2 separate regions of the Mus musculus genome follow, and region 2 is linked to region 1. The links are chromatin contacts, called in public promoter capture Hi-C maps. All regions are on one chromosome and are shown on one strand. Each heading gives the region's core, a stretch centred on a gene start, on an enhancer-like site or on the middle of the called end of the contact. The rest is flanking DNA. Distances are from core to core; before and after follow the strand shown.

Region 1 (3,266 bases), core at 303-2,802:
GGTAGCCCTGCGGGACAAGCGGCGACGGACACCTGGGCTGGTGTCTGGTGTGCTATCATCCGCAGACAGGGAGCCATGGCGACCTACCGACTGTTTCAGCTGGCTCACTTTGGCCTGGCTGTCCTGGGCGAAGCCCTTGAGCAGCGATACAGAGCGAGACAGCAGAGGGGACCCGAAGGGGGACGACTCAGCAGAGGACCCTGTGTCACTTTCCCCGCCACTGAAGTAGCGGCTAGGGCTCATCAGGGCCCCCCCAACCTCCCGGGATCCCCCATCACCTCCATTGCCCTTGGCCCCTGCTCGCCGGCGGCCAGCACCAGGGGATCCGACCTGGGCCAGGGCCCCGTGCTCACTGTGGAAAAGGGACTCCTTGCGCCTGGTGTGGGGGCTCTCGGCCAGTGTGGCAAAGCCATAGGATGTCTGAGCCTTGGGCACAGAGGGCAATGACATGGCACCCTGCGCCTGGGGGTCAGCGTTGGTGGCTTCCTCGGCTGTCCAGTCCTCCGCACTCTCTATCTGAATCACATGTCGTGTGGCTGCCTTCAGCAGGCTCCTGCTCTCTGAGGCCAACTTGGCCGGCAGCCGGGGACTGCGAGGTGCTCGACGGGGCCCAGGTGAAGCCAGGTTTTGCTCTGAGGTGGAGGGGCCCAGGTCCGCCTGTCCCTCAGCCTCTGTGGGGCCAGAGGGCAGCTTGGGCGGGATGAAGAAGTCGGGGATCTTGTCCGGAGTCAGCACGTTGCTATACAAGGGACCCTTGGAAGACTTGTCCCCAGCCTCACCGCGGCTGGCTCCGTTCTCCCCAGACCCCCGAAGTCGTTCCAAGAACCACATGTTGGTTTTTCTCATGAGGGCGACAGGCAAGAGACCAGGAGTCTGAGGAAAGAAATAGGAGTCAGAAGTGACACTTGTGCTCAAATGTCACCTGTCAGGGCTGTCAAAGGGTCGGACTTGTGTTAAGGGGTCACCTTAGGGTTATCAAGAAGTTGGCATTTATGCCCAGCTGTCAACTGACTGTCAGGGATGTCAGGGGGTGGTACTGTACATGGGAGTCATCCGCCAGGGCCCCATGGGCTTGACACCTGGTTCAGGGGTCACCACCTGTTAGGGTTGAAGCCAGCGTAGTGTAGGATCACGCTGAGCACTTGGGGCGCCCTGAGCAGGGTCAGTCTCCCACGCGAGCTGGGCCCGGCCTGTATCCTGCGCACCCACCCACCACCACCTCAGGGGATCGGGGTCCCCCCAGGGAACCACAGGCCTGAGCATCCCGGCCCCGCCCCCAGCTGCCACCCACCTGTGGCTTCACTCAGCTGCTGCGCTGTGCGTTGGGGGAGGCGGCGACAGCCCTGGGCCCGGTGCAGCGAACTGACCGCGCCCCCGACTCCCTGTGCGCCGGGTATGGGTAGCGCGGAGCGCGCTGGGCTCACCTGCCCCACGGGCTGCGGCGACTCCGGAACGCGGAGCTAGGCTACAGCCCGGCGCAGCTGCGAGCGAGGCGGTAGCGCAGTGGCCAGCTCTCCTCTCGGCGCGGGAAACCGCCCACCAAGCCGTATTCCTCCGATTGCGGCCGCGCGCCCGCGTCCTCGCAATCCGCGAGGGGCGGGGCCTCCCGAACTGGCGGGGAATCGGGGGCAGGGCTCCTAATATAAATAGGGCGGGTCTGCATGCGGAGCTGGGCCTAGGAGACAGTCTCCTGGTTCAAGCTGAGGAGGGGGGAGGCGGAGCTACTGGTAAATAGGGTGGAGCCTGAAGAAGGGGCGGAGCTGGCAGGAGTGTCTGGACTACATTGTTCCAGCCAGGGGCAGGGTTGGTAGCACTGAACCACCTGCCTGGTACAGGGTGGATGGGGCATTGCCTCCTGGTACAGAGAAAGAGTTCTGTGAGGGGTGAGGGGTGATACCAACTTGTATAGCCTGTGGTCCTGGGCAAGACCCAGACTACTGATCTAAGCCTCCTGATGCTAGACTGAATGGAATACATAGAGTCTGGAAGGGGAGCTGAGGGGCGGGGCTTGTGTCACTGAATCCAGCTGAGTCTAGCTGTACCACTTCTAGTCCCAGCCTCTCCTCTCAGCTCTGGGGAACACAACAGATCCCTTCACTAGCCAGCTGGTCTTCAACCAATAATAATAACTCTAATGATTGGAATTGGGAACTGAGTCCCAATCAGCCTCTACATGACCTTCTCCATCTCTGGTTCCCATGGCCACCCAGCAGGGAGTCAGTCATCCTCAGCGTTTGTAGATGAGGTGACAATTTCACTCTAGGAGAACAACCCACCCAGAGAAAGGCCTGGTCACTGTTGGCTGGGTTTCCACAGCTCAGCATCAGGTACTTGGTGTAATACACCTTCCATGGGCCTACATTTATCTGGTACCCATCTATGGCCAAATGACCCAGATGCTGGGAACAGTCTGATGGCTATCCTAGTGACCAATGAAACAGGTAGCCATGGAACAACACACCGGCGAATGACAATATAGGTGTGTGGCTCTCCATGACAAAGCTATAACAGTCCTGGAGTGGTGACACACACCTTTAATTCCAGCATTTGGAGGGGGAGGGGAGCAGAGGCAGGCAGATCTCTATGTGAGTCTAGCCAGGTCTACATAGCAAGTTCCAGGACAGCCAAGGTTACATAGTGAGACTGTCTCAAACCAAACAAAAACAAAACAAACAAAAATCTTGTAACAGGAAATCTAGAGGGCAATGGAAGAAACTGCCATCCATCAGCCATGGCAAAAGAGACCTAGCAGGGTAAGGCCAGGCTCAACCTAAGGTTAGCTACAGGATCACAGCCCCCAGGAACCAGGTGCCTTGGGCTTGCTCTACTGGCGCTTCAATCCTGTGGCTGACCATACTTCCCTCTGTGTGATGGCAGGTAAGTCTCCCAACCTCTGAGCCTCTATAGGTGAGCAAGCATCTTAGCCAAGGGTGTCCTGACTCACCCCAGAGCCTGGCTCCCATAACTCAAGCAGCAAAGGACCCCAAAGGCTGGCTCCCATACCTGAGCACAACTGCTGGCTCCTGCACTGATGTACCTGGAAGCTTAGAAATGAAGGCCCTCTGGCAGTGGTGGCGCACACCTTTAATCCCAGCACTTGGGAGGCAGAGGCAGGCAGATTTCTGAGTTCGAGGCCAGCCTGGTCTACAGAGTGAGTTCCAGGACAGCCAGGGCTACACAGAGAAAACCCTGTCTCAAAAAAAAGAAAGAAAGAGAGAGAGAGAGAGAAAGGAAGGAAGGAAGGAAGGAAGGAAGGAAGGAAGGAA
Region 2 (3,266 bases), core at 406-2,905, 2.0 Mb after region 1:
GTCCTGGATTAAAGGTGAGAGCCACTGTGTCTGGCTCAGTATTCTCTCTCTCTCTCTTTAAAGGTGGCACATGTGTGTGTGTGCGCGGGTGTGTGTACATGTATGTAGATATGTATGTGTGTATGTATATGTGTGTCTCTATATATGTGCCTATATACATGTGCATATATGCATATGTATATATATGTATCTATATGTGTATATATTTATATATACATGTGTATATATGTACACATATTCTAGGACTCTCTGCAGAGAGGGACACACCAGTATCTAGAGTGTTATGGGACACAGAGGCAGGAGTTGCTTATTGTTTATTAGGGAGACCATATCTCCACCTGTGCAAGGCAATTTCATGAACGACTCACTTCTCCCCAAGTTCTGCCTCTCTGGGATTCTCATCCCACAGCTCCTGTCGTGTGTCCCTGCCTGCTGCTCCGTCTCCAAGACAGCTTCTACAGTGCCAACTTACATGCACAGAAGCCAGAGAGCTAGAAAGTCATTCCGCAGTCACTTGATAAATGTAGAACAGAAGAGTCTCAGGCTGTGGCCCAGGGATATTTTGTGGGTCCTGCATAGAGGGCTCTAATTTCAGGCAAGGCAGACAAGTGCCCACACACCTTAGAGCCAGAAACGGGGGTTGCAACCCCCACTTCCAGTTGATCTAAAGATTCCTCTGACCCAGCCTGGAAGCTGTGCACAGGTCCAGATGCATGTGCCTGAAGAATGAAATGCAGTTCTTATTGTGTACTCATGGTGTACCAGGCCTGTTGTGCAGGGCGGTGCGTTCTGCTCAGCCTCTGCACGGCCCTCCGGAGCTGTGTCTGGAAAGTCTATGTGAAACCCCATTGCACATATGAGGAGGGCGGAGGCTCCAACAGGTGAGGTCTAGGTCAGTCCCATAGGTGGATAATGGCGAGGCAGACCTGGGATTCAAGTTTGGAGTGAGACTTGAGAGCTACTGGAGCGAAGTAAATAATGAAAGAGTAGATGGGTGGACAGGTAGGTTGGAGGAGTGAATGGGTGAGAGGATGTGTGCGTGAATGAAGGGATGAGTAAGCCAATGCATTTGCCCATGAAAAGACGTTAGTAAATGGGTGGTGAGGAAATTAATGAGCGAATGGGTGAATGAAAACATTAGCAAAGTGCGAATAATGACTGTTGGAGAGAGTGAATGTGTGAAACGATGGATGAACGAATGAATGAATGAAAAGATAGGCATAAATGTATGAATGAATGAAGACTGGAAGGTGATGGCTGAATGAATGATGTCCATCATTGTAAGTAAGGTGAGCTGGAGGTGAGGAGTTAGCGGGCTGACACCCGATAGGGACCATCATGGAGTTGCGGGGCGGAGCCTTTTCAGCGGGATGGAGCGTGTCGGTGCAGGAGTGGGGTGGTGGGGAAGAGAGCACTATATAGCAGCGGGCGAGCGGGCCTGGGGAAAATGGGAGTAACCTGGAACTTAGAACGGATGTGAGCGGGCCCTGAGCTTTCGTGGAAGAGGTGGGAGGGGCCTGAAATCTAGGGGGAAGCTGGGCGGGCTCTGTGCCTGAGCCTGGTGAGGAAGGGTGCTGAGTCTGGAGAAGAGGTGTGCCACAGGAGGAGGGCAGAGCCCCGTGTCTGAGGAGGTAGGCGTGGTCTGATCTGGCCCCGCCCTCCTGCGGTTCGCCATGAAGCAGCTGTGCCTGTGTGCTGCTGCCTCCTTCGCGGTAGGCGTTTGGGTCCCTCTGCGCCTTCCCCTCTTTCCTAGAAAGAAGTTCGGCAGAGGGCGGGGCGCCTGTAGAGCCTGGGCGGGAAGTGGAGGGCGGTGTTGAGGGCAGGCGTGTCTGTGCAGGCGTGGGGTCAGCAGGCCGTTGCGGGATGCAGGTCTTGGAGGACACTGTGGACAGTGAGTGACTCAGGAACTGTCCATGTTCCTGGGCAGTGAGTTTAAAAACATTAGCGGCTGCAGTTCTGCTGGCCAGGCCTTGATGCTACCTGGGGGCGATGGTCTTGGCTGAGCAGCTGTGAAGGACGGAGCGAGGTTCTGGGCGCTGGAGGATAGTTTGGAAAAGGCCAGTCATCCCAGCATTCGGAGGCTAAGGCAGGGGATCTTTAATTTTAGTTACACCCAGTCTCAAAAAAACTAAGACAGTAAAATAATTGTGAACGAGGAGCTTGGCACCACCAAGCCCTGGCTTCCATGCCCAGCACTACATAAACCAGGTGTGATGTTCCACACCTGTCACCCCAGCCTCGAGGACTGGGAGGCAGGAAGTTCAGGAATTCAAGGTCATCCTGACTCCCAGGGAGTTTGACAGCAGCCTAGGCTACTTGAGGCCCTGACTCAAAAAACAAAAACAAAGCTGGATCATTGAAATCCTCGCACTTTGGGAGATTTCTGTGACTTTCAGGCTACCCTGGTCTACATAAGAGACATGCTATTTAAAAAAAAAAAAAAAAAAAAAAAAAGTTGTACCCTGTCTTTCAAAACTGGCTTTGGATTAAGGCACACACAGGTGGTTTGAGGAGGATTGATATCTGGAAGCTGCCCTGGTGGTGGGCCTGGATCACACGCTGGGGGGTGCAGGTTTCAGAGACACTGTCTGAGGCCCCCAGCCCAGGACCACCTATCCCACAGCTCCGGCTCAGCCCCACCGACCTCAGCTCCTGCCCACCCTGTGGCCGGTGCCCTATCCCAAAACCCGCAGCCAGAGGCAGGCGCCAGGCAAGTGCTCAGGGGTGGGTGGGGAGAGCCCGGAGCAACTGCCCCTGTTCCTTGGTGGGGAAAGGACATCGACCCACTCAGTCCCTCGCACCTCTGGGTGTGCCACCGCAGGGCCAAGACTGGGGCAAAAGTGACCAGCGACTGCTCCAGGCAGTGGAGAACAACGATGTGGCCAGAGTGGCCTCGTTGATCGCCCACAAGGGGCTGGTGCCTACAAAACTGGACCCCGAGGGCAAGTCTGCGTGAGTGTCCAAGCCCTGGGGCTGGGGTGGCTTTGGACATTCTTCTGGGGTTGACCCCTGACTCGTGCCTCTAGGTTCCACTTAGCAGCCATGAGGGGTGCGGCGGGGTGTCTGGAAGTGATGCTGGCTCAAGGTGCCGATGTCATGAGCACGGATGGAGCAGGTACTTATGGAAGGACCGTCCCTGGGTGGATGGCAGGGCTGCATCAGCTGTGCAGAGCAGGGACCACAGGTCCAACTGTGGAAGCTCACTGTCCACAGTGGGAGCTCACTGTCCACAGTGGGGCTGTAGCTCAGTAGGTAGGACATTCACC

What was found. Promoter capture Hi-C pulls out the DNA fragments that hold promoters and counts their contacts.
Region 2: a promoter capture Hi-C map of hippocampal neurons shows a contact between it and region 1, with 10 times the contacts expected there. The contact joins the promoter of Ankrd24 here to the promoter of C2cd4c in region 1. A contact is called at or near these places in 2 of 39 promoter capture datasets (hippocampal neurons and liver).

What each region holds. Positions count from the first base shown.
Region 1 is chr10:79,612,466-79,615,731 of GRCm38.p6, forward strand. C2cd4c (C2 calcium-dependent domain containing 4C) reads right to left here and starts at 1,553. Exons shown (of 2, transcript NM_198614.3): 1 at 1,292-1,553; 2 at 1-873. The coding sequence starts at 846.
Region 2 is chr10:81,632,044-81,635,309 of GRCm38.p6, forward strand. Ankrd24 (ankyrin repeat domain 24) reads left to right here and starts at 1,656. Exons shown (of 20, transcript NM_001374016.1): 1 at 1,656-1,712; 2 at 2,624-2,710; 3 at 2,822-2,952; 4 at 3,027-3,115. The coding sequence starts at 1,674.